Linked DNA regions of Mus musculus: regions 2, 3, 4, 5, 6 and 7 are each linked to region 1. The links are chromatin contacts, called in public ChIA-PET, HiChIP or PLAC-seq and promoter capture Hi-C maps. All regions are on one chromosome and are shown on one strand. Each heading gives the region's core, a stretch centred on a gene start, on an enhancer-like site or on the middle of the called end of the contact. The rest is flanking DNA. Distances are from core to core; before and after follow the strand shown.

Region 1 (4,416 bases), core at 1,433-3,932:
GTTCCAGGCTACCTAGGGCTAGGAAAGCCAAGAGCTAGAATAACAACATAAATTTGTTTGCTCCTAGTCCAGAATCCCTGAGTTTCTGAGTGCTCCATCCAGGGACAGTCAAGCTCACGGGGTATGTGTGTATGTGTGTGTGTAAGCGAAGTTGTCATTTCTGTCTTCTGCCCCCTTGTCTTTGGACACAGAGTTGCTCAATTGGCCTGAGATGATACAACAGACTAACACAGGTAGGATCTGACTGAGCCTTTTACAAGGGCGGTACAGGAAGACATTATTTCATTTCCAATGAGGCTGGCTTGTGTTAAAAGCTCATCTTTCTCAAAAGAAGCCCCCTTTCCTATTTCTCACCTATTCTCAGCTCCTGGGGGACAATCAGCCTGAAGTTAGAGCTCAAGGGTCTGGCCCTTCCCCCTGTGGCCCAAAATAACCTCCTCCCCCACTCAGAGGGAATGCTTGGAATTCTTTCAACTGAGGACAAAGGCTTTCATCTGCCAATTACTGATAAAGGGAAAATGCAAATATGCTGGAGAAGGTGATCCATCAAGGGCTCAACGTTTATTGAGTGACCACTTAGACCCAGCAGAGGGGTGGGCATTCTGGGGGAGTCAAAGGGGAACAAACACCCTGCAGGCTCGTTCTCCTCTCATGTCTGTGGTTTCCTCTCCTCCAGGTTTGTAAAGGGACAGGATCAAATCAGGTGACCGATCAACCTCTGCCCACTCTACAAACGTGGCTCACTTCTGACTTTTTCCAATGCCAGCCTTTGGGGGAACTCAGAAGCCACAGGGAGTGGAAGGGGGTTCTGGGGGGAAGGGAGAGACTTCAGGGAGGAAGATGAACGAAAATCTCCAGCATCCTATTTGACAGTTTTGCTTTAATTCTGTAATCCACTGATTCTCAACCCTGGGCCCCTCCTTTATTTCATTCTGAAGCATAAATGAAGTCGGTGGACATTTGAAAGGGTAAGCAGCATGACTGAGAGCGAGTCGTTTCTGCCTTTCTGAATCCCAGCATCCTCACTTACAAAGCAGAGCAACAAGGCCATGAGACATCCCCTTCAAACGTATTCTTTCTCACAAGAAGAGCCAGATAAAGTGGTCCACATCCCCATGTCAATGGGTATGGAACCCAGGGCCTTAGGCTTGCTAGGCCAAATATCCCAGGACTGCGTTACAGCACCAGCTGGCCCCTGGTTTTCACAGGGATGGTTAGAAGGGCTGCCCAGAGAATGCAGCTGAGCCAACGTAGATGTAGTTTCAGTTTGGTGACAAACTTGGTGTTTGTCGCCTCATCTCTACGTAGATTTCTACCGATAACGTGCATGGATGGAATTTTTAAAAAAAAATTCAAAGAGCAGATTTGGGGACAGGTGGAAAAAAAGTACAGACCGATAAGGCAGGAAATTCTGACGTAAGGGAGGGTGACGATGTGTGGTTCACAGCTGATTTCAGGTGGCAAGGCCACTTCCTCCCCGTATCTGTCTGAACCAGTGCTCTTGACATTGGGACAAGATAAAAACAGCAGTCACCTAAACTCATAATTTCTTGAATCTGGGTTTCTCCAGGGTGCAAAATGACCTGCTTTAGCTTGTACGCCAAGCTAGCGTCACCTGGGAGGTCTCTCAGAACATCCTTGTGATGCTGTCATTAGGCCCTTGCAAGAAAGGAAGAGGCCCGGAGGGAAACAAAGTTTAGGGCCAGCATTTCTCTCAACTTAAAGGAATTCCAGGACCACTGAGGGTCAGTCAATTCTGGAAGCAGTCACAAGCACTACTTAAAAGACGGAGGAACATTGGGGATCTGCTACTCCAGGAATATTCACAAAGGCTGCCCCCCTTCTCCGCTGAGAAACAATATGGATCAATCAAGGTTGCTGTACCCCAGAAAGCCACAAACAACCACCACTTTTCTCTTAAACTGCCACACGAGAGAGGCTTACCTTTTGCCTGCCTGCATTAGAGACGCTGAATCCGATTCTCTATTCCCTCCTGTGTATCGATTTATCTCTTCTCAGCGAGTGTAGAGACTTTTTTTCCTTTCTCTTTAAAAGCCCAACTTCTATTTCAGGGCTGTACTACCGAGGCTATCCGAATGAATGAACCAAAGGCTTTCTTCCGGTCAGCTGCAGTCTGAAAAGGCTGTGGACTGGCTGTATTTCCTGTACCTGTGCGTGTGTCTCCATATTATTATTTCAGCCCCGGGAGTTTAAAAGTTATGCAGTCTGTACAGATACAGTGCTGAGGTAATTTCTTTCTGAGCCCCTCAGATGCCTCCTCCATATGGCAGGTTCGCAAATGGATAAGGGTCTGGACAGGCTGGCCCCTCCCCCCAGGCATGCAGTAGAAAAGCAAAACAGAAAAAGAAATCACACATACAAAATACTTTGAATTTAGGTCGCCAGCATAGGTAATGAGGAAAGGTGGGTGAAGGAAGAGAGGGACAGCCCTGCGTAACCCAAGCAAGAGGGGGCAGGGGCAGAGGTGGGGGGTCGTTTTGGGGGGTGCCAGGCCCCGGGGGCTTTCACGCCAGCAGGCTTGGCTAGCATTTCCGCGCCTCCCGCTGAGGCCATCCGTGCAAATCTGCACCTCCCTCCCCACCCCCTCCTCTCTTTCCCTCCCTCCCTGCCCCGCCATCTCTGGGATGCGCCCGCCGCCTGCAACTCAGCCCTCCAAAAGTCAGCTCCCGGGCGGCGGCGGCGCCTGCGTGCAGAGGCGCACTCGTGACCCAACAACAAAACAGCGATGCCAAGGCGCTAACAGCGCCCGGTGCGTCCCAGGCTCCCTTCTGGCCCCACACCTCCTACGGCTGCGGTCCCCGACACCCCCAACCCGAGCCCCCCCTTTCCCCAACTAGCCTAGCCGCAAGCTCCGAGCGCGATCGGCAACAATGTTTACGTTCCGGGGATTATGACGTCGACGCCTCCCCCCCCACAACTGCTGAAAATGGTTTCCTAGGACTTTGCAAACGGATCTGCTTAAGTGTTGGTGCAAAACTTTGTAGATATCGGCTCTGGCTTGCTCTATTTATTTATTTTTTTGCTTTCTTTTCTTTGGTCTTCCCTCCTTTCCCCCTCCGCCAAAATGCAGGGGGCAGGAGTGTTGACAATTAATTGGTGAACTCTCCTAAAAAAATGGAGGCAGAGAAAGACTCTGGAAGAAGATTGGTGTGTAGCTTTTTTTTTCTCCCCCAAATCTGTATCTGGTATATGATCGATTTATCTATCTATTTATTTTTTTGGTTGTTTCTTGCTGCCTTTTCTTTCCTTTTCTGTATTTTGCAAGAGGACCGGAAAAAAATAATAAATTGCATGCAAAAGGAAGCAAGCAGCTTACTCCTCCAGTCTCTTGTGAGGCTCAGGGTCTCAGACACTTAAGTGGGGAGGAGGCAACGCCGAAAGGCGTGGAAGGGACTGAGCGGGCTCGGGGTTCGCCTGGGATCTGGGGGGCTGCGGGGCTCGGTGCTGAGCGGCGGAGGGAGGAGGAAGAAGGATGCGGGGAGTGGTGGGGGAGTCTCCTTAGGAAGTGAGTGTGCGCGCGCGCTCGTGGGGAGATGAGGCAGCTGCTGGTGCGTTTTGGGGTCTCTGATAGAAGCTTTGTGGTGGGCTGGCTGCCTCTCTCCCCCCACATTCTTAACCTCCTCCCCTCCCCTCCTCTTCTTGCACTAGCGGTCGGTCGGCGGGGGCCGTTAGGGTCTCAACCCTTCCGTTTCAGCTTTCCAGCTTTTCTGTAGCTCGGGAGCAGCTCCAGCCTTAGTAATGCCGCCGGCCCTGGGTTCCGGCTTCCCGGGTTGGCCGCCGTGGCCGCCAGGGCTGCTGTTACCGCGGAGCCGGTTGCTGCAGCGGCTTCTCTCGGGGCCTACATCTGCCCCGCCAGCTCATACCCGGAGCCCCCTTCAGGGGTTACATAACCAGGCTCCCAGTCGAGTGGGCAAAGCTTAGCACATCACTTGGCGTGGGGGCAGAGGAAAGCCCCCAAATACCATTTCCATAGCTTCCAAAGATGCAAGAAGGGATTGCTTCGTTTAAGGGCAGTCGGGCCTTGGGGGTGTGAGCCCCTTTTTCTGCTTTCCAGCATCTTTGGCATTTGCGCAAAGTTGCTCAGATTGCAATGCTGGGGTGCAGTGGGCGCGCGACTCTTGCACCTGTTCTTGGTGGGCCCAGGGTGAGAGGAGACCCCCCCAAGTCCTCTCAGTAATGTCCGGGGTTCTCTGGTTGGGTCCCCGCAGCGTGCGATTGACCGCCAGAGATACGACGAGAACGAAGACTTGTCGGACGTGGAGGAAATTGTCAGCGTCCGTGGCTTCAGCCTGGAGGAGAAGCTACGTAGCCAGTTATACCAGGGGGACTTCGTGCATGCTATGGAAGGCAAAGGTGAGGCACCCCCCTCTCCTGGCTTCACTCTGCAGAGGGCCA
Region 2 (4,416 bases), core at 519-3,018, 760 kb before region 1:
AAATGTAAAGAAAATATACGTATACATGTAGGAGCATAATGTAGACAGGCATCGTGGCAAACACCCATAATCTCAGCATGCCAAAGGCGAAGACAGAAGAATAATTTCAAATTTGGGGAACCTTGGTCTGGTCCAAGCTTGTATTGCAAGATCCTGTCCACACACACAGAGTGGGAGGGGAATGTTGGAGTTAGCTAAAACTAAGGCTGTTTTGAAGGAGTTTTGTGTGTGTGTGTGTAGCCTAGAACTCACTGTATGGACCAGGCTGACCACAAACTCAGATATCCTTTTGCCTCTGCCACCTGAGTGCTGGGATTAAAGGTATGCGACATCTCTGCCTGGCTTGAAGGGTTGTTTGTTTGTTTGTTTTGTTTTGAATAACTTTTTCTTTTGAGTCAGCCTCTCACTGTGTAACTAAAGGTCTTGATCCTAACTTGAACTCAGGATCGTCCTACCTCAGCTCTAGACTCCTGGGATTTCAGTCAAGAGCTATCACGTCCTGCTTGTTCTGGGTTTTGATGGTTCCTGGGACTCTATTTGAATTGTCTGATAATATGCTATCTGGAAGCAGATAACATTTGGGCTAGGAATGTAATGAATAAAGGAAAAGAGCTCCTGCTAAGAACATAACACGACTTTAAATCCCAGCACTCAGGAGGCAGAGGCAGGTGGATCTCTGAGTTCTGAGCCAGACTGGCCTTTAACCTAGTACTTGGGAGGCAAAGACAGGACAAAGCTCTGTGAGTCTGGACTCAGACCACAGGCTAGACCAGTTATTCAGCACTCTACCAACTGACTTAACATTCCCAACCCTGAGGTTTATAGTCTTGAGGGAACAACAACGACAAAATGGTTGAACACTGTGTCAAGTATTTGGGTTTTTTTGGTTTTGGTTTTTTTTTTTTTTTTTTTTTTTTCCTTCGAGACAGGGTTTCTCTATGTAGCCCTGGCTGTCCTGGAACTCACTCTGTAGACCAGGCTGGCCTCGAACTCAGAAATCCGCCTGCCTCTGCCTCCGGAATGCTGGGCTGGGATTAAAGGCGTGCGCCACCACTGCCCCGTTTAAGACTACACTTTCTTCTGGTGAAAGAGAGCAAACAGGTGATAAACAGATTTTGACATCACCGAGTGCGGAAAAAAAACAGACGAGCCAATACAAGGTCATGAATCAGATGAAACACTATCGATGAAGCTATATCCACGAAAACTCAGACGGCCTGCCATCTAGAATCCTCTCTAATTTTTTTCTCCCGCCATCATCTAGAGATCGATAAAACCCAGAGACGGACTGAAGCCCCCTGCTGGTTCCACCTAACACTCCTCCCGCTCCCATCGAGCCGCAAGGCTGACGTCTCACCTGCAGCAGCTGACGAAATTAAAAAGAGAATTCTCAAGTGTCTCACACTTCTTCCCGACGGACACAACCGCCCCTACTCATTTTACCTTCCCTGCCACTGATTTGAATTGGCGGGAGAATACCGTGCTCAACCCCTTTTACGGAGGCCGGAGCAGGCCAAACTTGGCTCAAAATTGAGCGCGGAAACCGCCCCGCCCTAAACTAAATTGAATTCCCGATACCGAGCATCCATTCTGGGAGGTATCCTTGGCCCCACCCACTTCGTAGGCTTCACGCCACGCCCTTCGAGAGACTAACCAATCACCGCCTCGAACCGCGTTGTTATAGAAACTCTTATCGCCACCCACTTTTTCTCCCAGCAAGCTGCGCGCCTGGCCCGGCCTCATCCCCTTTTTTTTTTTTTTTTTTTCTTGTGCCATCCGGGTCTCTCGCGCAAGAGATTCAGTCTGTGGCGAAGCTTCGAGGCGGCCAGTACTGTTGAGTGCGGGCAAGCAGAGGCGCCGCCTTAGCGGCCGGGACTCAAAAAAATAATGGCGGTAGGTACTAAGTGGAGCTCGAAGGCCAGGCTGGGTTTTTTGTTTGTTTGTTTCTTTAACACAGAGTGGGCGACCAGCTCATCAGGGCTGTTGTCCGTGCCTGTGTGTGGACAAGATGGCGCCGCGGCCGCTCGCTGCGCTCGCCATCATGGCTTCCTGCTGCAGGGAGGGGGAGGTAAGGCCGTCTGGCTGGGGGTGGGGAGCCGCAGGGAATGGCTTGGTTTTTTCTTTCCCTCTCCAGAACTTTCCTCATCATTTTCCCTGACCCAGTATTTCTCCAGAAGCCCACCGAACTGTGGGGTTTAGCTCTTTGACCCAGACTGGTGTTAGGCTTTGCGTTTCCTAAGGCTTCTGCGTTCATGCTTGGCGCTTTATCGCATTTGACCGGAAAGGAAAAAAAGACCAGAAGTATCCTCTGGGACGCATCGGGTCAAAAGGCAGGCTCCTTAAGGCGCAGTGTAGGAGGACACAGTCTTTTTATTTGTTTGTTTATTTATCTTTGAGCGATCCCTCAGTGATAGGGCTACTTCTAGTTTTGCGAACCTTATTGGTTGAAACTGGGATTCACTTAAAGAGGGGAAAAAAAAGTCTATCTAGTTCCAGTCCCTTATGTTTTAAAGCGATTTATGAGGTTTTTTTTTGGGGGGGGTTGGTTTTTTTTTGTTTTTTGGGGTTTTTATTTTTGAGGCATGGTTTCTCTGTAGCCCTGGCTGTCCTGAAACTCGCTCTGTAGGCCATGCTGCCCCCGAACTCCGAAACCTTTGAGAACCGCAGCATTGTTTAAGACCCCCTTCCTGAACCAAATGGAAGCCGTATCTAAGAGACCTGAACAGGAAGCCTGCCCTGGATATATACTATGCTCATTGCTAATGAATCATATTAGCCTGTGATAATTTGTTTCTGGTTTTCGAAAGAAAATATTCTTGTAAGCATTCTGTATTTCCTTTTACTGACAGGTTTTAACTTCATATTGCAAATAAGGCTTACTTTTCCTGATAGTTGGAGTATTTGAAATTAGAATGGTACAGGTAGTTTTTCTGCATCTCACTACCCTCTTTCTAGATGAATTTAGAATGATTTTTTTTTTTTTGACTTTTCAAAGAGTAGGCAAGCTTTTTTAAATTGTGGGATTAGTGTCTTGGGCCTCTTAGTATACTTCAAGAATGGTATTATTTGCCGGGTGTGGTGGCGTACGCCTTTAATCCCAGCACTTGGGAGGCAGAGACAGGTGAATTTCTGAGTTCGAGGCCAGCCTGGTCTACAGAGTGAGTTCCAGGACAGCCAGGGCTACACAGAGAAACCCTGTCTCGAAAAACCAAAAAAAAAAAAGAAAAAAAAAGAATGGTATTATTTTCCTTGTGTTCCATTATTTTAAGTGAGATAAATTCAGTTATTGGCTTTCTGCAGTGTCGTCCACTGTAAACGTAATCCTCCAGAGAGCTGGCCTAGTATCAAATCCTCTGCTAAAGGGATTTGTATGCTGTGCTTCAGCTGTTGTCTAGGGTTTTCACGATTTAAATGTGGAAAACGGGTGGCTTATAGACCCAGTGACTGAACATTGCAGTTTGCAGGCAGTGTTTCTATGGATTTCTACTAAACTGAAGTAAAACTGACTAATTGATATTTTGGCTCTCAGTCTCCGGGGGATGGGGAGGACGCCTATTATTTCATGGGTTTAATGATGAAGTGGGTTTTATTCTGTAGTGTGTTTTGTATGTGAAATGACTGCTCATAACCTGTGTCACACAGTGGTTCCTCTTGTTACCAGGCTTCTGAGCATGCTACAGAATAAGCGTTATTGGACTAAACCTCTTTTTCTGTAGTTTTCAGTTCTCATATTGGTTTTCAGAAAAAGGGTTCCTAGTGAGAGGCTGTAACAGGAGATTGAAAAGTTTGGGGGCAGCTTTGGACACACGGGCATCTGAACCTGAGATGAGGGGTGCCTGTGGTTTGTTTGAAGTGCTTTTTAAGCTGAGAAAATACCATAGGCCAATCTGAAATCGTCCTTAAGGATGCAGAGAACAAGAAGGGGGAAAATGTTCTTTGGAACACTGTCCTCCTTAATAATGTACTAGAGCAGCATGTATTATTACTCGGTGATAGTAAATCAGGGAGATTATAGTATTTTAGGAGAGTCGGCTATCGTTTGAAATACTTTCTTTCTGTATCTTACTGTTCTCTATTGAGCTATAACTGGTAGCTTAGCACATAATTTATGCATTTCACCTCCAACCATAAGTTTGTCCTTTTAATTGTGTGTCCTTAACTGATGAGCCACCTTTCCTATCCCCAAATCTGTCTTATTTTGTGTGTTATTTAATATTGGAGTCTGTTATCAGTTTTGATCCTTTTTGTGCCCCAGTAAAATAATACACTTCCTTTATTTTGGTACTTATTTTCTGAACTAATCTTCCCAAGGGAAAAAGTTGGTCATGATTCTCACTGATGAAGATTGTAGTTATTCCCTCTGAAGTCCTAAATGAGAAGTTGGTAAACACTTGGTGGAAGGAGCAGCTGGTAAAT
Region 3 (4,416 bases), core at 1,184-3,683, 720 kb after region 1:
CAGTTCTGACACTAGGGGAGGCTGGCCAGGAAGGGGCAGAGGATACACAGTAAGACTTTGTCTAAAAAAAACCAACAACAACAACAAAAAACCAAGGCTGGAACCTGCCTTGGTATGGTGCCTTGGTATGGTGCCGTTGGTATGGTGCTTGTCTCGGATGCATGAGGCGCTAGGTTGGATCTCCAGGGTCATCTGTACTGGGTACAGCGATAGGCACCCTGCATCCCACCCACTTGGGAGGAAGGAGAGGGAAGACCGGAAGTTCAAAGTCATTCTTATTTACATAGTGAGTTTGAAGCCAGCTTGGGCTACAGGAGACACCCTGACTTGAAACAAACAAACAAACAAACAAACAAACAAATTTACCTGACAAGGAGACACCACCGCAAGCCTGTCAAGTTAGCCACAAACAAAAATGGAAGTGGAGTTGATCATGCCTAACCTCCCAGTGTTTCAAGAGCATCCAAAACTGGAGTTGTCAGACTCTATTGGTGGGGAAAGAACACTGGGGAGTGGCTCTGGAGAAAGGTTGGGCGGTTTCTTATAAACTTACACACAAGACCATAGAATGTACTTCTAGGAAGGGTATCCAAGAGAAATGCAAATACAGGTCTACTTAAAGTCTAGTATACCTGTTAGAACGGCTTTCATTAAAAACCACTGAGGGGCTGGCGAGATGGCTCAGCCAGTAGGAGCACTGACTGCTCTTCCAAAAGTCCTGTGTTCAAATCCCACCAACCACATGGTGGCTCACAACCACCCATAATGAGATCTGATGCCCTCTACTGGAGCATCTGAAGACAGCTACAGTGTACTTACATATAATAATAAATCAATCTTTAAAAACCACTGAAAACTAAAACCAAACCAAATTCTACACCCAGTAAACTTGTTACTTGTTGCCAACAAAAATGTTGACTGGGAAGAAACTCCAGCATAGGTGACTACTATATTGCTTATATTCATATATTCAGTTTTGAATAATGGAAGCGTCACATTTAGATGTGTGCTTTTATTTGGGTGCACACACTCATGCAGGTGCCCCCAGGGACCAGAGGACCGGTTTATATCCTTTAGAGCTGGAGTAACACAGGTGAGAAGCCACCATGCTGGTGCTGAGAACTAAACCCTGGTCTTCTCCAAGCAGCAAGGGCTCCTAATGGCTGAGTCATCTCTCTAGCCCCTAGATGGACTCAGTGAATTATGATGGAAAGAAAGAAAGAAAGAAACTAACAAATGAGTCCCCACTGTCCCCTAAGGCTTTCGAAATGTATGAGCAGATAACAGTCTACACCTTGAAGTCAAATGTCAGAAAATTACATTGAGGCTTGAGACTGGATAAAAGGATTTTGAGAACTTTTCACAGAATGATTTGAAGCACAGGGCTGTAAGACTTAAGGAAGGGCTGGAGAGATGGCTCAGCGGTTAAGAGCTTGGGCTGCTCTTCCAGAGGTCCTGAGTTCAATTCCCAGCAACCACTTGGTGGCTCATGTCATGTCTATGACTGTCTCATGGGATCTGATGCCCTCTGCTGGTGTACATACATACAGACACAACACCATATACAAAAAACAAAACAAAACAAAACATAACTAACCCTTAAAAAATACCTGAGAGACAGAGGCAGGTGGTTCTCCGAGTTCGAGGCCAGACTGGTCCACAGAGTGCATTCTGGGACAGTCAGGTCTACAGAGAGAAACCCTGTCTCAAATTCCTCCCCCATCCTCCCCCTACCAGTAAACACACACACACACACACACACACACACACACACACACACACACACACGATGAGAAGAACATTCCAAATGATATAATCATAAAGGCAGATATGGAGGTTGGATGCGGTGGTGCATGCCTGGCATGAGGCACTGACATAGGGCTGCCTTGGGTTCGAGATTAGTCAGGCACAGAGAGATCCCGTCTAAAAGAACCAAAAAGTTAAGAATTCTTTTGTTTCTCTTATCATAAATAAATCCGTGGACAGAAGTGCTCTGGCGACCTCCTGCGATGTATCCAAAGGCAAAGAAAGTAAAGAAAGTGTTACATGGGGTAAGAAATTCAATGTAACTTAAAGGAACCAAGTCACTTCTAAACATGCGCTGCGGGTCTTTTATTAGAAATACTCTCTTCTAGGCTCTGCCCTAGTCTTGACTGACTCCGAATTCTGTGAGGCTATAGCTGGGAATCTACATTTTTAAAAAAAAAAAAAAAAACAACCACGCAGCACCCAAAGTGTCACAACAGAAGTTTACATCTTCCGATTTTCTGAGGGCTCCTTAGAAAGAGCTGTCTCATACCCCGCCCCCACCGGCCCCGCCCCTCCTCTCCGATTCCGCCCAGGCCCCGCCTATAGCCTCGCCCAGCTCCCGCCCCATTCGCGGGTCTGACTTCAGGCCCCACCTTCTTCCGCAGACCAGTTTGGCCTCGCGAGCCCTTTCCCGTGATACCTAGCGCTAGGCTGTGACTGTTGCCCGGGCAACAGACGGGCCTAGCTCCCCGGCGCGGGCTACTCTGCTAGGCCATGGGGTCGCGGGGTCTCCCGCCGCTCCTGCTGGTGCTCCTAAACTGCTACACCTCTTCGAGCACCCAGGTCATTGCCATCCCGGCTGCGGCCACCCCAGCAGTGACGAAGGAGGATCTCAATTCCACCAAGGCCACCCCCACCACTCTGCAGCCCTCCCTGTCGCCTAGGACCCCGGGAACTCCCAGGGCACCGGAGCGCTCTGGCCCCAGGCCTACCCCGGTCACGGACGGTGGGTACAAAGGGGTGACCCCCCTGGAGCGGGTACACCAGCTCAAAGTTACCCCCTTCTCAGCCTCCCTGTCGTTACCCTCAGGGGGAGATCGGATCTCTGGCACACAAATGCGGAGGGCGGGGCTCAGTTACTCCCTTTTCCGCATCATTGCAGACGGCTGCAGTGGGGTACTAGATAGAAACCTACAGAATGAGTTGAAGGCAGTACTGGTAGAAGAAAGAGTGCTAAGTGGATCTTCGTCCTCTCCACGCAGACACACGGACATGGGCATCCCAGTTGTGTCTAGATTACTGAGAGCCCAGCAGATATTTTCAGGGTGATTAAGTGCGTTTTAGACATTTTTTACCAGCTAAATGGAGTTATTAAACACACCTGTTTCATCCGTATCTACTTACCGCTCGGAATTTGAAGCTTTGGCAACAATTCGTGGTTGTAAATTTAAACACATGAGGTAGTGGACTTAATTGCTCTCTCCCTTTTACCCATCCCAGTGAAGGGAGTATGGCGTTCTTTTAGTGAGTACGCGCAGTTGTCCATGGCTAGAGAGGACCTAGTCAAGGAGGAGCTAATTTGTCTTTCGGACTAAGAAAGCATTTTTCATTTATCAATAAAACTCCCCTTTCCCTTCGTGCCTTTCCAGAGCGTTATACCACTTTCGGGGGGAATTTTTTCTAAATCTTAAAAAAGTATTTTAAATTGTGTGTGCATATTTGTATATGTTTGTGAGGATGGGGTGGATATATATTGGCGCCCTTGGAGAACCGAAGTGGGGAGCTGGAGTTTGTTTGAGAGCTGGCTGACTTGGGTCCTGGGAACAGAAGTTAGGTCCTGTATACAAGCAGTATGTGCTTTTAACTCCTGAGCCATCTCCCCAGCCTGTTCTAGAACCATTCCAGTCTCCTGCCTTCGCCTTCTTTCCTAACTTTGTTCCTGACAGGTTTGCTAAGTGACCCAGACTGGCCTGTAACCTGACATCTTCCTGACTCTGCCTCCCAGTTGCTGAGATTCCCAGGTGTGGGCCTCCCAGCCTGCCTCCCATCTCTAGAGCTTGTTTTTTTGTTTTGGTTTTTTTTTTTTTGTAAATTTTGAAACCATTCATTCATACAAATAAGAATGCTATGACATCCCGTCAGCATTTGGCTAAAATTCTTTGTTTGAAGCCTGAGATTATTGCCCCTCTTCCCCAAAAGGAAACCAAACATTACAGTTAAGATGCAGCCCAGGGGGCTGGAGAGATGGCTCAGTGGTTAAGAACACTGACTGCGCTTCCAGAGGTCCTGAGTTCAAATCCCAGCATCTACATGGGTGGCTCATAGCCATCTGTAATGAGATCTGGTGCCCTCTTCTGGTGTGTCTGAAGACAGCTACAGTGTAACTCATATAAATAAATAAATTAAAAAAAAATCAAGCCAGGTTGTGCAGGTGGTACACTCTTTAATCCTGGGGAGGGGTGGGGGAATCTCTGAGTGTGAGGCCAGCCTGATCTACAAAGTGAGTTCCAGTCAGGGCTACACAGAGAATTCCTGTCTCAAAGAAAAACAACAAGAAACAAACAAACAAACAGATTCAGTGACACCTTAGCTGGGGAAAGGCAGGAACCATGGTGGAAGGCACCTGTGACCCAAAGTAGCCTCTGCTTCAGGAAGCAAAGAGCAAAC
Region 4 (4,416 bases), core at 1,190-3,689, 700 kb before region 1:
ATTGGGAATTGAACTTGGGTAGTCTGGAAAAGCAGCCAGTGCTCTTAATCTCTGAGCCATTTCTCTAGCCCTGCAACACATGTTTTAATTTCTCTTGGGACTATACCTCTGAGTATAAATGCTGGATCACATGGGAACTCTGTTTAACATTTTGAGGAACTGTACTGTGAATATACTAAGTGTTAAAAACATGTATATTTACTTAGCTGTTATGTGACAGGGTCTCTTGCTGGTGTAGAACTCACGAGGTAGACCTATGTGGATCTCAGAGATCCACTTGCCTCTGACTTCCCAGTGCTGTGATGCTGGGCTAACACTCTCAGTCTGTTCCCGATTTTTGACTATATCAAATACTTCTGCTGTAAACAAACAAACAAACAAACAAACAACCCACTTCTGCTGTGAATGCTGTGAACATGTGTCCCCATGTACTTCACTGTGTTGGATGTTGTGGAAGGAGGTCTCAACTTTTTGTGTGTGTGCACTCAAAAAGATATTCATTGATCAGAACTACTGCATCAAGCACCAATTTCACAGATATCCTGCCTTACTGGATTTTTAAAAAGGCACAGGATCTTAGATATGTGATGGCAACCTTATAAGTGACTTTGGTCACCCTCCACATTGTAAAGCCGTCTGTACTCAGAGCCCTAGTCTATTGAGAAGGCCTGGAGTGTAGTTTGCAGGATGGTGCCTACTGCTGTTCTTGGTTAGCTGAATGGAGCTTTTGTGGTCATTGGCTGGTTCTCTTTGAGAGCTCATCCTGGGATTCTAAACAGCAGTTTGTCATTCTCTCATCATTTCCACTTTTTTTTTCTTGGTTTTTCAGGACAGTGTTTCTCTGTGTAGGCCTGGGTGTCCTGGAATTCGTTCTGGAGACCAGGCTGGTCTTATATTCAGAGCTCTCTCTGCTTCTGCCTCCTGAGTGCTGGGATTAAAGGCGTGTGCTGCTGCCACCCCAATACATTTTTACTCATCGCCAGGATATAGCCCTGGATGGTATGTAGAGCAGGCTAGGTTAACCTCAAGAGATTCAGCTGCCTCCCACTCCTGAAGGCTAGTATTGTCAGTGTGCACACCAATAGGCCTGGCTGCTATTATTATTATTATTATTATTATTAAATATTTTATTTATTTGTTATTATAAATTTTATGACAGGGTTCTATGTATACTCTGTGTAGCTCTGGCTGTCCTGGAACTCAGGAGGCAGAGGCAGGCAAATCTCTGTGTTTGAGGCCAGCCTGGTCTACAAAGAGAGTTCCAGGACAGCCAAGGCTATTACACACAGAAACCATCTGGAATAACCAAGAGAGGAAAAACAGAGTTGAATTGTACTCAGATCAGCGGGTAAGTATTGCTTGCCTAAGTAGGAATGAATTCTGGGTTCCCAGGGTACTCTCACCTCTTGACCTTGGAGCTCACATATCAGGCTCAGGTGGAATAATAGATTATTTTTGTGTGTGTGTGATTTAAGGCTTAAATGGACAGGAGGGTCTGCAGATGAAATTTACTTTGTGCATTTCCAGTGGAGTTCCCTTCTTGGGCTCTCTGAGGTGCCTGTTTGCCCAGACACAATGGTGTTTTAAATAAAGGTCAAGAAGGGAGGTCGCCCTTCAGAATATTTCCTCCTTGGCCCCTTCTCCATCAATACTGAGTCACTGCAGAAACCTGGGCTTCCAACAGCTGCAGATTTCTGCCGGGAGCTGCAAAACTTCTGGGGTTGCCATGGTCCATGGGAGCGAAATGCTGGCCGCCCTCTGCTAGCGCAGCCCTGAGCCGGCTGTTGCAGCGTCCTCTCCAGTCCCTTTCAAAAGCTTGACAAGGGGATCCCTGCTTGGGGAGGAGCCCGAACGGGACATTAACCTGGGCTTCTGTCCAAACGACTGGGGCGAATAAAAGACGCTTTTCTTAAACTAACTGGGCTGCAGCCCTGGGCTCATCTCAAAGGATTTTTTTTTTTTAACCCCTCAGTGATTTCCTGGAGAGCAGAGACCGTTCATCCCAAGCTGAGCTTGCCTATGGGCATCTCCCTTCCAACTTGGGGCAACGGATTTATCACCCTGCTCTAGGCGGGAAAGGGAGGTCAATGAAATCAATCAGCTCCCCCACTCTCCAACCGCACCCCATCCCATCCCCAAACGGCAGGCTGCGGTTGGTCCAGTCTACGGGTAGCCATCCGGGGTGACTTGCATATTCTGGGCACACTTGGCTAGGAAACAGGGAGAAGCCTGAAATGCCAAGGCACCCGCGTCTGCAGGCCCTTCGGTCCGTCCCCCGGCATCTTGCTCCTTATCGTGGAGGATTTAGGGGCTCGCAAGGGGAGCAGGCAGACAAAGGGGCGGCAGGGGAGCTCGCGGGCGGCAGCGGCCCGGGCACGGGGAGGGGCGGCGCGGCGTCTTCTCCCGGCCCCGCGGCGGCGGCGGCAGCGCGTCACGTTCTCTTCCCCGCCCCGAGCCGAAGAGCCGGGGAGGCGGGAGGCGGCGGCCGCGGCGGCTGCTGCTGCTGCTGCTGGGAGGCAGGTGACGGCGACCAGCGGCGTCCCAGGCGGTGAGCGAAGCGCGGGCCCCATCTCCATCTCTCCTTCCTCGCCGTCCCACCCGTTCTCCCTCCGCTCCTTCCCGCCGCCCGGGGATCCGGGAGGGAAACGCCGGGAGGGAAGGCTCGTCTCAAGCTCCCGCCACGCACCGGGACGGCGGCCGAGGAGCCGCGGACGCACCCGGGAGGGTGGCGGGCGCGGGGAGAGCGTGGCTGCGGGGAAGGCTGGCTGCGTGCGAGCCGCGCGCGTCCGGGCCCTGGCAGCCGCGGCCCGGGGCCTTGCCTGCCTTCCTCCCGCCGCCTCAAGATGGAGCGTGGACTCCTTGTCCCTGCGCCGCCTCGGGAGCCGTTCTCGGAGGAGCCCGCGTCCTCTTCCCCAGCTCTTGGAGGGGGAGGTTCCGGGGACGGCTCCGTCGCTCCCAGAGGCCGCGGGTCCGGTTCGACCTGTTGCCCTGGACGCCTCCCGCCGCTCGCCATCTGGGCGAGCTTTCCTCGGGCAGGCCCGGGACGCCGGGTGGCCGGCCGCGAGCCGGCATGGAGGGCGCCCTTGCCCCGTGGCGCTCGGGCTCAGCCCGGCCCGGCTCGGGCCCCGGTTCCCGGTCCCTGGCTGTTCGGCCCCGGGCTTTTGTTTTCCTTCAGACCCCTGGAGCGTGATTCTCTGTGAAGGTAGAAGGGCGAAACAGGGTGCCAGATCTCTGAAATCACCGCTGCCCGGTAACCCGAACCTGCCAGCGCGGTCGGGGGTTGGCGCGGAAGACAGATGACACTTGTTCGGGGTTGGGGGTGGGGATGGGGTGACTATTTTAAAAGCAGAGAGCCTTGTGGTTTGTCTCGAACCTGGAGGTGTTGCGTTATTGGGGAGAGAACAACAGAATATCGGATTAATTTATTTAATTTTTATTTATTTTTATTTTTTTCTGAGTCTGGAGTCCTGCCCTGACATCCCGTAGTCTCTCCGCTTCATGTGGCTTTTCCCATCTGGCAGAAACCGCACACCACCCCCTTCCTCCCTGCCCAGCCCCACCTCTCTGGTATGAAGAAATGACTCGTTAAGTCTGGAATCCACGTGCATACCCATTTTTTAGCAAAAACTTGCCAACTACTGTTTCTATTTATTTACTTATTTATTTATTAAGACAGTGGATATGTTTCTGTCATTTCCTTGGTTTTTTTTTTGTTTTTGTTTTTGTTTTTTTTCATTTTGGTGTGAGTCGGCAGTCTAGCCTCTTCTAGGCCCAGGACTGTGTCTGTCTGTCTGCTTGGGGCTCTGTTAGTATTTATGCGGTGGTGCTTTGGTGATTCTCATGCTAGGATTTTATGATTATTATTCCTAATTGTGGCTCCCAGTTAGGAGAGCCGCGTTTGGCTTCTAGGCGTAATGATGCTCTTTTGCAAGTATCCTCAGGACTGTTGCTCCTCAGCCTTGGGGCATTTCTTCCTCTTGAAATAATAACAATTAGGGTTTATGGAGGGCTCCTTCTGACCGTGCTCTGGGCAAGTGCAGAGTTTTGTTTTTGTTTTTATCTCATGTAATCCATCCAACCTAGGGAGGTTGCTGTCATCGTCATTTTACAGGGAGGGCACTGAAAGGTCAGAGTCACAGCCAATACGAGATGTTGTCAAGAACTGTACCTCAGTCTGCTAAGTTAGTTTGTTAGGGCAGTGAATCAATGGTAAAAGGCAAGGCTGGACGTTATGAAAGCCAAGGAAGTGGGTGATTGCTCAGCTGAGAGCCTGGGACTCTTGCTGAGGTTCAGAGGAAGTGGTTAGGCTTCCTCCTAGGCCTGGATTAGAGAGGTAAACATTGAACCTGGGTGGGAACTTTGGTAGTATCTCTGAACATGAGGATTTTGCTATTCTCAGCTCTTTCAGTCATTGCT
Region 5 (4,416 bases), core at 748-3,247, 640 kb after region 1:
GTATGTATATATATGTGTGTGTATATAGATATGTATATATGTGTGTGTGTATGTATATATATACACATACATACACACATATATATATTTATTTATTTTATGTTTGAGGTTCTAGTATTGAAAAATCACACTCCAGGGTAAGTTATGTGCTATAGAGGATATTACTAGCTGGAGTACTTTATCATGTGACAAAAATGTCAAGATCAAGCTCTGTGTGGTGGCACACTCCTTTAGTGCCCACTCTCAGGAGACAGAGGCAGGCAGATCTCTGATTTCCAGGCCAGTAGGGCTACATCGTTATAACCTGACTTAGGATGGAAGAGATGGCTCAGCAATTAAAAAGCACTTGCTGATCTTTGAAGGACCCGGATTTGGTTCCCAGTACCCGCGTGGCACCTCACAACTCCCTGTAACTCCAGTTCCGGGGGATCCGAAGCCCTCTGGTCTCCAGTAGCTCCTGAACTTGTTTGGTGCACATAAACTCATGTAGAGACACATACACAAAAATTCAAAATAAAAATTTAAAAGAAACGTGATGCCCAGCATAGCAACTGCCCTTAAACATAAGCGTTCACCCCTCAAAACGACTTCAGAGACATGAATATGCAATCATTCCAGCAAATTCTTCTTCCTTGCAAGTGTCTCCAAATTGCCATCAAAGAACTAGTCTACTTTAAACTGGAGTCTAAAGCAAAATAATTCTCTTTTAGATGCCAAAATCCAGTGAATTTAAGCATATACCTTTGGAACGGCTTATAAAGCCACCTTTTTTTTTTTCTTTTCCATTTTTTATTAGGTATTTATCTCATTTACATTTCCAATGCTATACCAAAAGGCCCCCGTAGCCACCCACCCCCACTCCCATACCCACCCACTCCCCCTTTTTGGCCCTAGCGTTCCCCTGTACTGGGGCATATAAAGTTTGCATGTCCAATGGGCCTCTCTTTCCAGTGATGGCCGACTAGGCCATCTTTTGATACATATGCAGCTAGAGTCAAGAGCTCCGGGGTACTGGTTAGTTCATAATGTTGTTCCACCTATAGGGTTGCAGATCCCTTTAGCTCCTTGGATACTTTCTCTAGCTCCTCCATTGGGAGCCCTGTGATCCATCCATTAGCTGACTGTGAGCATCCACTTCTGTGTTTGCTAGGCCACCTTTTTAAAAGGTTGTCTGCACAAGGATAATCTGTGAAAAACGCAACGCGTGCCCAGCAGCCAGTGAGGTGCCTTCACTTTAACCTTCATCAGGACAAACAGCAGTCCCCCCCCCCAACTTTAGAGAGCAAAGAGTGCCTTCGAAAATCGGATTACAAGGACGTGTCTGCACAGAAAAGTCGTAGGGACAGCAATCTATTGGGGGGGACGGGCCTAAAGGTCTGATGCAGACTGGGTAAGCTAAGGCTCTCCGAACAACCCCGCGCATCTCCGCAGGCTCCAAACGATCCCCACGACATCGCTCAATGGGGCCGCAGCGGCCACAGGAGACGAGCAGTCCCCTTTCCGGGTCCCCGTCCGGAGTGGCGGCCAGTGCGACGGCTACTTCGCGCTCTGCCCCGAGGCCGGCTACCCCCAGCAAGCCGGGAAGGACCAGGAGGGAAGAGACGTGCGGTCACACCGACTGCCGGAGCCGATCTCGTGACCGGGTCCGGCCGCCGGGTCCGCCTCGCACGCCCTCTGGCCGCTGGGGCGAGGGGGCGACATCAGGCCGAGCCGCACCCTCAACCAGCCGCGGTCCTCCCGTTCCAACTCCGCGGCCACCCGGATCCTCCTCGCGCCCCCACCCCACTCCCTCAACCGGACGCCGCAGCATCCCGGCCCCACCCGGGTAGCAGCCGCCGTGGGGCTCACCATCCTGTCACCAGGGCTCCGTTCAATCACCACGAACGCCGCCGCCCTCTTCCTCAGGCTCCTCGGTCGACCCGCCCACTTCTTCCGCCACCAATGAGACGCGAAGTTGGCAAGAGCCTGTCTTACGGGGGCCCGTAAGGGTCATTTCCCGTCAAGGGAAAAAAAAAAAAAACCCGGCGCTGCAAGAAATCGCTCGTGGGCGGGGCAAAGGAAAGGCTGAGCTCGCGGAAAGTGCGGGGGCAACATCCGGGCACCCGCGGCTGGCGCGCTTGCGCCCTCCATGCCTGCTCTGCCCGTAGCCATGCTGAAGTGCGGGATGACGGGCGGCCAGGTGAAAGGTGGAGCGGCCATTCTTGCTTTGCTACTTAGAAGAGGGAAAAGTCTAACGCCTCGTGCAGGGTTTATCCATCGTCTTCTTCGGCCTCCTCCGCCATTCTTCGCCACGACTGAAGCTGCCATAGCGCGCCTCGCGAGGGCCATGCTGGGCTTCGAAGAGCATGCCAGCCCCGTTCCATTTGATTTATGTCCAGGGTTTAATTCGGTGACCGAGAAAAGAATTGTGCCATTGGGCCTTAAACTCGGATTGAGGAGGGCTGATGTGGAGAGAATTCAAGGGGGGAAATAATACTTGACCAGCAAAAGTATTTTTGAGCTGTGGGAAAACCAACCTGCTGCTTTATTCGACATTCTGCCGGAGACATTTTTTTTATTGTTGTTGGGTTTTGTTTTTGTTTTAATATATAATCTCGAACAATCCTCTCTGTCCCTCAGTCGAAAAATGAGACTAATATTAGCCCCTTCGTTGATAGAGGTTGTTAGAAGCATGGGCTAAATAAAAAGTCCATGTAGTGAGATCAGAAATTAGAAAGACTGTGTGGAGAACTGTATAATACATAGCCTTATAAGGGGGGTGGGATGCTTGGGCTGGGGACCGGGTTTGTGTGTAGACAGACCAAAGAAGGGCCAGTGTACCATCCCCCTTCAGAGGTTGGGAGAACTCAAAATGAATGAGAGCATTAGCACGGAAATTGGCTTGCAGGAGAAATAATGTTGAATTTTATGTCGATGCATATTTATTGAAGTCTTACTGTGTATGTAGGTAAGGGTATACGGCATTTCCTAATGTAAATTAGTCTATAAAACGCTGTGTGGATCGGCTGAGTAGTTTAACTCCCAGGTGTATCTTGACCAAAAAGTTCAGTGTAATCACTTAACGGGAAATTGTTCGGACATATTCAGGAAAAAAGGATTTCAAACCACTGTTTCCAGCTCTGTGGCATCACATACAATTAGGACACCGTGTGGTGAATTCCTGTCATGGTGCCTCCTCTCATAGTGATGCACTTTGCTAAGGCTTGACACAGCATCAAAGTTGAGATCGTTATAGTCTAACAACATGTTAACCTAGCCTAGCATGTTGGAAGCCAAGATGCTCAATGCTGTTGTCGTATGGATAGCCCATGAATGGATGCAAGTGCTAACCACTTAGTTTCCAGCCTTTAGCCCAAGATCAAGCGTAGAGCAATTAGTAGAGCCAGGATGAAATGGGTTAGTCGGAAAAGGCCTTGAAGTTTCGGAAGGATGAAGTTTGCCAACAATTTTGGATAACTAGTGTTTTGATTGAGGAGTAGTCTTGTCTCTGTAAAACTAAAATCCCCTATTTCCATCTCAGGCAGTCTGACCCACAGGGCGCTAACACGCAACAGAAGAATCACTTGCATTTGACAGGCATGACTAAGTTGTTCAGTGGATCCCACCGTCCTTTCTGGTTTTCACTTGAGTCCTGTGCATACAAGAGTAGTCTTGTGGTTTGTCTTCACTGCTTGGGAAGAATGTGAACGCACCTTTCTTTTCCTCCATAGTATTTGGGAAAGCAGTACAAACGCTATCACGAGTGAGCGATGAGCTGTGGCTAGACCCATCCGAGAAAGGTGTAAGTTAAAAGGCCTGCTGTGTCGAAAACCAAACCAAAAAAAAAAAAAGCCAGGTGTGCCTCAAATCCCAGCACTTGGGAGGAAGAGGCAGTGGGGTTTCTTTGAGTTTAAGGCCAACCTGGTCCACAGAGTAAGTTCCAGGACGCCAAAGCCACACAGAGAAACTCTGTCTCAAACCCTCCCCTACGGGTCAAGAAACACAAACAGACAAACGAAAAACAACGACAACAACACAAAACAAACCAGGTGTGATGGCACAGGCCTATATTCCCAGTGCCAGGGAGGCAGAGCTCAGCCAGCTATATATCAAGTGTGAGACCAGTTTGAACTACGGGAAACCTATTTTACATGCCAAGATAAATTAAATTTAAAAGAATGTTAAGTGACTGGTTCATATATTAAAGCAAGAGAAGATGTTTTAAAAGTGCTAAGTCCAAGTGAAGTGTGGTGGGTAAAATCGAGAGCACATAAAAATTCCAAAACCTGACAGTTTATAAGCATGCATTCCCAGAATGGCTGCTGCGTTAAGTTATAGCTTCTCCCCCCAGGCAAGGTATGAGGTCAGTCACTTAGGGCTTTTCTGTCACTTCCCACACTTCATGCATTAACGTTGTGGTCACTGTGGACACTGACA
Region 6 (4,416 bases), core at 684-3,183, 620 kb after region 1:
ACTCACCAGAGTAAGCAACAAGGGGACCAGAGGGAAAGGCAGGGAGGCAGGAGCCCGCTCACCTTAGAGTCTCCCAGCAAAGACCAGAAAAGGAGGCCATGGCATCCACACCCACAAACACCACCATGAAATGGCCCGTGGCCTCATCTTGCTCCTCCTCACCCCGGGGCTGAGCACGTGAATAACTGAGCAGCCGGCTTCCAGTGCCTTCTGAGCTTTACGGTGCCTGAAGAAGGTGGCCCTGCCGGGACTTACCGGCCATGACAGGGTAGTTGAAGTGTTCTGCCGCCGGGTCCAGGTTGACCACCTGGACAGATCGGTTGAGGGCTTCACAGTGCTGAACCATGGTGGAACAGTAGGTGCTCTGTAACGTGACAAGGTGGGGGGTTAGCACCCAAGGCAGTAGCGTACCGCCCTCCACATGCCCAGACAATTCTCCCCTCTCTGAGCCAGTGTCCACCCAAGCCAAACTGCACCTCCAGGGAAACCCTGGGAAGGCGATGAGACCAGAGCTGCAGATCTAGATGCAGGGCGTGGGCTCAGGATGTTTCTTTAACACAGTCTACAAATTAACGTAGGTTACAGAAATGACCTCCTCCACGCTCCACGCTTCCTTTTGACAGCCTGTTCTCTCTACCTAGGACAGCCCCACCATACAGATGCACTGTAACTGACAGGTGAGCTGTGTACCTTCCAGATCAGATGACAGGCCCTGTGGAGTCACACAGCCATCTCTAGTACTCTGAATATTGTATTTATTAAATATTAAAATGATACAAACACCTCTATAGACTCTAGGCATCCCTCAAATGTCACCATTGCCGTTTCTACTGTGCTTAAGTGTCCTTAGCATCATTCTCTTAATATGTACACAAAGAAACACTGTATCACACAAAAAAAATAAATATAAAAACTAGAGCCAGGCAGTGGTGGCAGACGCCTTTAATCCCAGCACGTGGGAGGCTGAGGCAGGCGGATTTCTGAGTTCAAGGCCAGCCTGGTCTACAGAGTGAGTTCCAGGACAGCCAGGGCTACACAGAAAAACCCTGTCTCAAAGGAAAAAGAAAAAAATGCCCACAAACAGTGCATATCTACAAACTTATCTGAAACCCATACTCCAAACTTCTGAGAAAAAGGGAAGAAAAGACCCCATACTGGGTGCGTGGCAGGGGGCCTTGTCTGGAATTAGACAGGGGAAAAAAAACCAAAAAAACAAAAAGACCAACAACCCAGACTCAGATTCCGGGGCGGACCTAAGTAAGCGTATGATTTTGAACAAAATAAACCTTTCTGTGTTTGTAATCTGTAGAATGGGTATAGGATCAAGCACACAGAATGGATATGAAGACACCTGGAACGACCAGGGCAGTTCCTGGAGCAAAGGTGTCCTGCAGCTCTGTCTGGGTGCTGGACAGAACTGAAGTCTTTTGGGAGGACAGAACAAGCTCTTGAGCGCTCAGCCCTCTCTCAAGCCGCTCAAGAGCTATTAAAGCTGCTATCACTCCCAGACAAACAAAAAAAAAAAAAAAAGCAAGGTACAAGCAGAGAGCAGGAAGCCGTATACCCAGGGTTTCCCCGGAGCCCAGCCACCCACGCACCGCAGCTCCTCCAGGCTCACCTTCCCGCTGCCCGCGGGGCCCATGACGAGCTGCGCATATCGAGGCATGCCGCCTCTCCGGGGGTTTCACACACAGCCGACGGCCACACTCCCTTCAGCCTTCGCGCGACAGCCACGGCGTTCCGGGGAATGTGCGTAGGAGCCAATCGCAACCACAGATCGCTCGTTCAGCACGGGTATTTACTACACCATAGACTACGGAGCGTCCCCAGGGCCAAAATGCCTTCCGAAACGCGTGCCGTGCTCAGAGAGGAGGCGGGGACACGAGTTCGTTCACGCGTGCGCAGAGAGAGAAAGAGAAAGAGCCGAGAGCCGTTATCGGTTGGGCCTCCGGCGAAGGCGGTTGCCTAGGTGATAGCGGATCGCGAATTACGCTCCGCGCCCCCGGGCCGCAGCACCGGTGCTTGGGTTTGACACATAGGGTGACAACCGAAGGTCTGCAGGTCCTCTGAGGGTCTAGAATACTGAGGTGGATAAGGAATACTTGCTTTAGGGTGCGTGTGGATGGATTTGCCCTGACGCGTCCTTGTCAGCGAGAGATGCCCAGGCGCAGGAGCCTGGTTACCTGAGGTTCCTCCGCCCTCGGGTCTACAGCTCCAGGAACTCGGGTCTTCCTCCGCACCATCCGGCGGCCACTTGAGCAGGGTCGGAGTGGGGAGAGCCGGAGGCCGCCGACTCAGAGCCGGTGTGGTGCACGCGTGTGGACGGGATGCCGAGCCGTTGGCCCGGGGTCGCGGGGCCGCCCGCCTTGGCCCGGACGGAAGGCGGTGAAGGGTGAGGCGGCCTTGGGAACCCCTGCCGAGGAGGCGCGAGACGGGGGGGGGGGGGGGGGGGGGGGGAGCGGGCTCTAGCGGGGCTCGGCTGCCGAGGCGGCCTCGGAGCAGGACAGAGACTGAGCTTTCGGGCTCCTAACCTGGCGGGGAGCCGAGGGTCCAGCCGCCTCGGGCCTGGGAAGGTTTTAACTGTCCCCTAGATGGCTGAGGACAGTTGACTTCTGATATCACAGCTGGATGCCATGCTTCCCTGTCCCCCTCCTGGCCTCCTTCCTTAAAAAAATCAAGAGGCGGGATGACTGGGATCCAACTAGGCCCACAATCATGGCTCTTGTAGAATCTGAATCCGTGGCCATGAAATAAAAATATATTTATGTTTATTAAGTACATTATTATTAAATGTACATTTTATTGTAAATATATATTTGGTGCTAAGACTTTTTTTTTTTTTTCCCCGAGACAGGGTTTCTCTGTGTAGCCCTGGCTGTCCTGGAACTCACTGTAGACCAGGCTGGCCTGAACTCAGAAATCCACCTGCCTCTGCCTCCCGAGTGCTGGGATTAAAGGCGTGTGCCACCACTACCCGGCTACAGGAATCAATTTCATTTTTTGAAAAAAGTAAAAAGACCAGATCCATGATTGGAAACAATTAACAAACCAGCGTACTAGTTCCAGCACAACGTAATTGTTCTTTCCAGGACAGAAATTACTTCTATTAAAGAACAAGAAAGATATCATGTGGCTAAGTACAGGAACCAAGCAAACTACAGGCTTGATCTCACTGTAGAATTAGACTAGGACGCTATGAGACCAGATTTACCTAAGTCCTTTCTGGTAAAGTAAATATTAGACTAGGGATCCAGCTTGGTGGTAGTAGAGCACTTGTATAGTGTTGGTTAGCCCTGAGTTCTATCTCCCAGTAACATACACACACTCACACGTTCATCCTAGTATGCTAAAAATCTGACCACTCACTTAGAAAAAGCTGTATTCTTTTTTGTAGCCAATCTAGAGGAGAAACTTGGTAAGACATTGATGGAAACAGGAAAAAGTCAAGAGCGTGTGCAGCTGTCTCTGTTTTCAGACATCCAGTCCAGCTGGGAGTGGTGCCGCACGTCTTTAATCCCAGCACTCTGGAGGCAGAGGCAGGCGTATTTCTGAGTTCGAGGCCAGCCTGGTCTACAGAGTGAGTTCCAGGACAGCCAGGGCTACACAGGGAAACCCTGTCTTGAAAAAAAAAAACCCAAAACATTCAGTCCTCAGTGGCTATGAGGCTGCCAGATTACATTATGCGTGTTCTTTGCTAACAGATCAGCTGGACATTCTTATCCCCAGAATTCCAAGGGCACTGGCGAGCAGCATAAAGCAGGTAATGCATGTGGATTACAGATTTGAGAGAACCCAGGTTCCCTGTAACTAAGTACACAGTGCAGTGTTACCAATCGGCAAAATGGCACAGCAGCTAAGGACACTTGTGGTCAAGCTGGACGACCTGAGTTCAGTTCCCCCAGAACCCACCGGGTAGGCGAGGACTCTCCTTTTGAGTTGTACTCTTTTAAGAGTTTCAAAGATGAGCTCTTTACCTTTTGTTAATATATAATGATTTTTTTTAAAGTACCAGTGAATTGTAAAAGAAATATGTTTAGAATTAGCAACGGTTGGAAAGTGCAGGGCTTTACACCTGTTGTTTACACATGCACTATTGGGGAGAATCCTGCATGAACAGCTTCGGAAACCATAAGCTATTTCACAGGAAGCACTTTCAAAATACCACTTTGCTGATCAAGTTAAGAGAGAGAGGAAAAGAAAGCCTCTAAGGGCCTCTTAGTAACTTTGCAGGCTAAGGGTTAAGGGGAGGTCGGGTGTGCTGGCCTTGGTGACATGGGTGTTTGTGCAGGGGATGCCAGAGGACAATTCTGTGGGTCACTTCTCTCATTCCGTTTGACAGTCCAGGGACTGAGGTCAGATTGCCAGACATGCTGGGCACATCCTTTCCCATCTTGTCAGGCCTGCAGCTCATCTTTA
Region 7 (4,416 bases), core at 1,210-3,709, 600 kb after region 1:
AGCCGGGCGTGGTGGCGCATGCCTTTAATCCCAGCACTCGGAGGCAGAGGCAGGTGGATTTCTGAGTTCGAGGCCAGCCTGGTCTACAGAGTGAGTTCCTGGACAGCCAGGGCTACACAGAGAAACCCTGTCTCAAAAAAACAAAAACAAAACAAAACAAAAAATATATTATGTGTGTGCACTATATCTGTGGACGGGTATTTCTGTGTGTATGCAGTACCCACAGAGTCCAGCAGATGGTGCTGGGGTCCCTGGAGCTGGACTTATAGGCAGCTGGCACCTGCTGGATGTGGATGCTGGGGACAAAACTCCAGTGCTCTTAAAGGGTAGTTTGAGAATGCTGGGAATTTCCCTCCATTAATGGTAAACAACCCTTCAAAAGCCAATATTCTATAAATCTGCCCCACCTACTAAAAACTTTCATGCCACATCATTTTTAGAAAACTGTATGCCTACATACTAGAAGAGGGCATCAGATCCGATTATAGGTAGTAAATTGCCCTGTGGGTGCTAGTAACTGAACTCAAGACCTCTGGAAGACAGTGTCATCCGGAGATGCGGGGGCTCATTTGGACAGTAACTCTGGGTCTTCACATATACTAACTATAGGAATCATGAATCTTCCAAAGCCAAACACGGTGATGCCGGACGGGCTTGTCATCCTGGCTACCTAGGAGGCTGAGGCAGGAGGATCACAACTACAAGGCCAGTCTGGGCAATTTTATAAGACCCCTTTTCAAAAGTAAAAAAGATGGGGGAATACTGCTCAGTGGTAGAGCATCTATGTAGCATGCCATGAGGCCCTGGGGTCAATTCCCCACTGCTACTCAAACACATGCACACTGTTCAAAGTTAGGCTTGCTCTCCTACTCATTATAAATAAGCCTTATTTATGCCAGCCTCTTGCCCACATCCCCGGGTCCCCTGTTCTCCCAATCCCTGTCACCAGGTACTGGTTTTTGTTTTTAGTTTTATTTTGCACATGACCATGCATGTGTACATGTGTGTGTGTGTGTGTGTGTGTGTGTGTGTAGTGTTCATGTTCACGTGTGTGCATATGTGTGCATGTAGGTATGTATGCTCATATCCACAGGTGGAGGCCATAGGTCTGTTTCTTAACTGCTTTCCACTTTATTTTTGAGACAAGGAGCCTCAGGGAACTCTACACATCCCCAGCTCCGAAACTGCAGACACGCTTTGCATGCCCTCCCCCCGCCCCTTCTGTTTTACTTGGGTGCTAAGCATCCAGACTCAGGTCCTCTCATTTGTACCACTGAGACACCTCCTCAGCCCCTACTATCTCTCTCTATATATATATTTATTTCCTGTGACATCGTCTTTCATTGAACCCAGAACTTGCTTATTTTTGGCTGGGCTGGCTGGCCAATAAGCCAGAAGATCTGCCTGTCCTTTGCCTCCCCAGAGCTGGGGTCACAGGCATGAGCTGCTGTACCTTGTGACCCCACCTCCTGCATGCAAGCCTCTTTTTTTTTTTTTTTCTTCCCCCATTTCTTGGGAGACAGGCTTTGCAGTTCTGTAGCCCAGGATGGCCTAGAACTCACTACATAGTCCACATTGGCCTGAACTTTGCCATCCTCCTGCCTCGGTATTGGGATGAGCGATAACTGAGCGATAGGGGTAGGCTAACTGCCATCTATCTGTTTTCGTCACAGCAGTTGTTAAGATAGGAAACTACTTCCTATGTGCATTTGCATGGTTACTGTCTACCCGTTAAACTGTGAGCTCCTTGAGTGGCCCTTAGTCGCTGCTGTCAACAATGCTGGCTTCACAGCGAGAGGTCAGTAACACTGGTTCAGTGTGGGTGCACGCTATTCAAGCGTCCCTTCGCTAAGCTGCAATCGGCATCAATTTCCTCCCACTCGGATGCACACGAAAAAGGAAACCAGCGCTGGCTCGGTGGTGGTCAGGGAGTCGGGTGGGAGTCAGAGCAGGGAGACGGAGGAAGGGGTCCATCAGGGAAGTGAGGTCTGACAGGTGACTAGGTAGCAGGCCGATCCCACTCCCTGGGGTGGAGGAGGAAGTGGAAATGACAAGGGGGAAATTTAAAAAAAAAAAAAAAAAAAAGGAGAAGCTGGACCTTAGACTTAAAAATAAATTAAAAGCCAGCCATCGTTCTTAGGTTCGAGGCTCTAGGGTGGGATCTGGGAACACGGCAGGGTTAGGGGGGAAGCGGCGGGGCAGGCGAGCCGGTGTTGGAGGCAAAGGCTGGAGATCAGGGCGGACGCTTCCTCTCTCCCCGGCCTTATGACACAGATCTCCTGCCACCCCTCGGACCCTCGCCCCGCTCGGCTCCCCGCCCCTGGGGCTCGAATGCTTACCGGCATCTTGACGGTGTCCGGATTCGATCCAGAGAAGCCGAACTCAGAAAGCGTTTCCGACGACCGAGCCTGGGTGGAGTGGGCGGAAGTAAGCCGGAAGAGGCGGGCGGAAGGAATAAACGCACTTCCGGTGACTTGCTCCGGCTGCGCTGACCGCAAGTGACGCCAGGGGGCGCGTCAGCGTGAGGCGATGACCGTGGCGCATGCATAAAGCACGTTCAGAATAAAAGGCTGGATTTTGAAATTGAAGACTCCCTCGCAAGTGGTTAATAATCAGCTCCCGGTTTTGTTTTTTGGGTTTTTTTTCTCATTTCCCGGCTTCAGCTTCAAATCCAGTACCACTCAGTCGCCTGATTTACCCTTCTGCTATGTCTAGTTTTTTACTTTTTTTTTTTTTTTTTTGGTTTTTCGAGACAGGGTTTCTCTGTGTAGCCCTGGCTGTCCTGGAACTCACTCTGTAGACCAGGCTGGCCTCTAACTCAGAAATCCGCCTGCCTCTGCCTCCCGAGTGCCGGGATTAAAGGCGTGCGCCACCACACCTGGCTTAGTTTTGTACTTTTACCACAATGCAAGGTGGGGGACATCAGTTCTCACTTTCCACCGTGATACTCTCGGAACCAACACAGTCTTCAGAAACACCTACACCCTGAGCCGTCTTGGCGGCCAATATTTTTTATTTTTCAATTTTTTCTTTGCTAAGAGTCGCATGAAGTCCAGGCTGGCATATACATATAAATGAATATGAACTGATCTGCACCCACTTGTGTTCAGGAATTACAGATATGTGCCCATCACTCCTGTTATTTTTATTTATTTTTCTTGCTTAGTTTTATGATGCCGACGGTGGTGTCTATCTTCCTTGTCATGTTAAGACAGTCAGGGACCACCACAGGGGTAAAGGAAAGAAAAGTCCTGAGCCTACCCCTTTGACCTGTCTGTCACCCACTAAATGTGTATATCATTTCTACTCTTTCAACAAGGTATGGTGTATGTCTTCCCAGATCATGGCAAGGACTAAGTGGTCATGAAAACCAAGCATATTATAAGGGCCTGAGTGATGCCACATGTCTGAGGGGATGACTACAAACCCACCACTGACACCCATCATATATGTATGTAAGTATGTATTTTGCCTCTCTGGGTAGCCCTGGCTAGTCTGAAACTTGCTTTGTAGACCAGGCTGGCCTTGAACTCTTGAGATCCACCTGCCTTGCCTCCCAAGTACTGAGACTGAGGGGATATGTAACCACCATACCCAGCCAACCACTTTTTGTTTTTGGACAAGGTATTAACTATGTAGCCCAGGCTGGTCTCTACAATGTCTGGCTTATACTCCCTGTTCTTTGTATGACTGCTGAGGAGCCAGGTCCTGGGGTTGAATCCTAGTTCCAACATGACTAGCTGTGTTATTCTGAGCAACTTAATGTACCTCTCTGTGCCTCTGTTCCTCACCTAAATATAGAGGCCTCAGTATTTACCTCATTGCTTAGGGAGGCTGAAATGAGCTACAAGAAAAGTATTTAGAACTAACATTAGACATGTTCTCTTTCTTGGGTTTTGGAGACAGGGTTTCTCTGTGTAGCCCTGGCTGTCCTGGAACTCACTCTGTAGACCAGGCTGGCCTCGAACTCAATAAATTTGCCTGCCTCTGCCTCCTGAATGCTGGGATTAAAGGTGTGCGCCACCATGCCTGGGAACCTGTTAATGGGAGTCCAGAGACCAGAGACCAGGATATTTTCAGCCATCCCGTACTCCTAGGCCACAGGCAGCTCAGCCCATTCCCACACCAGGCCTGGTGCACAGCCCAGCCACACTTGGCTCTTGCCCTCAGCCTTGGCCTCCAGATGCCAACGACTATGGATTCAGAGAGCCTCACTTGGCTTTATTGAAAATGGACCAAACTCAGCCCTATAGGCCAACATGACAACTTCTGACCTGAGGGCTATGAGGGCTGAATTAGCGTTACCAGGTAGACTGGTCACCAAATATCCAGGGAGCCTTGGGCCCTGTTGCAAGGATTCAAGGAAAGAAGTTATGGAAAATACTCTGTAATGTCACGTCTAGCTGGGCTTACTAA

What was found. Promoter capture Hi-C pulls out the DNA fragments that hold promoters and counts their contacts. ChIA-PET counts read pairs in DNA pulled down with a chosen protein or histone mark. HiChIP or PLAC-seq counts read pairs in DNA pulled down with a chosen protein or histone mark. Capture Hi-C pulls out chosen DNA fragments and counts their contacts.
Region 2: an RNA polymerase II ChIA-PET map of memory CD8 T cells shows a contact between it and region 1, with 31 read pairs. The contact joins the promoter of Rsrc2 here to the promoter of A930024E05Rik in region 1. A contact is called at or near these places in 2 of 115 datasets of contacts at active chromatin or transcription factors (double positive thymocytes and memory CD8 T cells).
Region 3: a contact with region 1 is called in a promoter capture Hi-C map of pre-B cells, with 2.9 times the contacts expected there. The contact joins the promoter of Tctn1 here to the promoter of A930024E05Rik in region 1. A contact is called at or near these places in 3 of 39 promoter capture datasets (the 3T3-L1 cell line, liver and pre-B cells), 1 of 115 datasets of contacts at active chromatin or transcription factors (regulatory T cells) and 1 of 9 other capture datasets (adipose tissue).
Region 4: a promoter capture Hi-C map of pre-B cells shows a contact between it and region 1, with 2.8 times the contacts expected there. The contact joins the promoter of Clip1 here to the promoter of A930024E05Rik in region 1. A contact is called at or near these places in 4 of 39 promoter capture datasets (the C10 cell line, liver and pre-B cells) and 2 of 115 datasets of contacts at active chromatin or transcription factors (memory CD8 T cells and microglia).
Region 5: an RNA polymerase II ChIA-PET map of memory CD8 T cells shows a contact between it and region 1, with 98 read pairs. The contact joins the promoter of Vps29 here to the promoter of A930024E05Rik in region 1. A contact is called at or near these places in 1 of 39 promoter capture datasets (liver) and 2 of 115 datasets of contacts at active chromatin or transcription factors (bone marrow-derived macrophages and memory CD8 T cells).
Region 6: a contact with region 1 is called in an H3K4me3 HiChIP or PLAC-seq map of embryonic stem cells, with 9 read pairs. The contact joins the promoter of Fam216a here to the promoter of A930024E05Rik in region 1. A contact is called at or near these places in 2 of 39 promoter capture datasets (liver and neural stem cells) and 2 of 115 datasets of contacts at active chromatin or transcription factors (embryonic stem cells and regulatory T cell precursor).
Region 7: a promoter capture Hi-C map of liver shows a contact between it and region 1. The contact joins the promoter of Arpc3 here to the promoter of A930024E05Rik in region 1. A contact is called at or near these places in 3 of 39 promoter capture datasets (hippocampal neurons and liver), 5 of 115 datasets of contacts at active chromatin or transcription factors (effector CD8 T cells, large pre-B cells, memory CD8 T cells and 2 more) and 1 of 9 other capture datasets (liver).

The regions. Positions count from the first base shown.
Region 1 is chr5:122,987,620-122,992,035 of GRCm38.p6, reverse strand. It overlaps A930024E05Rik (RIKEN cDNA A930024E05 gene), which reads right to left and starts at 2,682. Exons shown (of 3, transcript NR_045820.1): 1 at 1,945-2,682. Kdm2b (lysine (K)-specific demethylase 2B) reads left to right here and starts at 2,937. Exons shown (of 23, transcript NM_001003953.2): 1 at 2,937-3,168; 2 at 4,230-4,374. The coding sequence starts at 3,136.
Region 2 is chr5:123,746,766-123,751,181 of GRCm38.p6, reverse strand. It overlaps Rsrc2 (arginine/serine-rich coiled-coil 2), which reads left to right and starts at 1,768. Exons shown (of 10, transcript NM_001005525.2): 1 at 1,768-1,893. The coding sequence starts at 1,888. Kntc1 (kinetochore associated 1) reads right to left here and starts at 1,456. Exons shown (of 64, transcript NM_001042421.1): 1 at 1,358-1,456.
Region 3 is chr5:122,262,477-122,266,892 of GRCm38.p6, reverse strand. It overlaps Tctn1 (tectonic family member 1), which reads left to right and starts at 2,433. Exons shown (of 14, transcript NM_001039153.3): 1 at 2,433-2,755. The coding sequence starts at 2,524.
Region 4 is chr5:123,682,384-123,686,799 of GRCm38.p6, reverse strand. It overlaps Clip1 (CAP-GLY domain containing linker protein 1), which reads left to right and starts at 2,439. Exons shown (of 24, transcript NM_019765.5): 1 at 2,439-2,548.
Region 5 is chr5:122,351,909-122,356,324 of GRCm38.p6, reverse strand. It overlaps Vps29 (VPS29 retromer complex component), which reads right to left and starts at 1,997. Exons shown (of 4, transcript NM_019780.2): 1 at 1,849-1,997. The coding sequence starts at 1,851. It overlaps Rad9b (RAD9 checkpoint clamp component B), which reads left to right and starts at 2,120. Exons shown (of 13, transcript NM_001382853.1): 1 at 2,120-2,186; 2 at 3,711-3,781. The coding sequence starts at 2,150.
Region 6 is chr5:122,369,859-122,374,274 of GRCm38.p6, reverse strand. Fam216a (family with sequence similarity 216, member A) reads left to right here and starts at 1,933. Exons shown (of 7, transcript NM_026883.4): 1 at 1,933-2,392; 2 at 3,702-3,760. The coding sequence starts at 2,328. Gpn3 (GPN-loop GTPase 3) reads right to left here and starts at 1,767. Exons shown (of 8, transcript NM_024216.2): 1 at 1,619-1,767; 2 at 256-364. The coding sequence starts at 1,666.
Region 7 is chr5:122,389,921-122,394,336 of GRCm38.p6, reverse strand. It overlaps Arpc3 (actin related protein 2/3 complex, subunit 3), which reads right to left and starts at 2,459. Exons shown (of 7, transcript NM_019824.4): 1 at 2,340-2,459. The coding sequence starts at 2,345. It overlaps Gm32853 (a long non-coding RNA gene), which reads left to right and starts at 1,026. Exons shown (of 4, transcript XR_387695.4): 1 at 1,026-1,798; 2 at 3,341-3,455.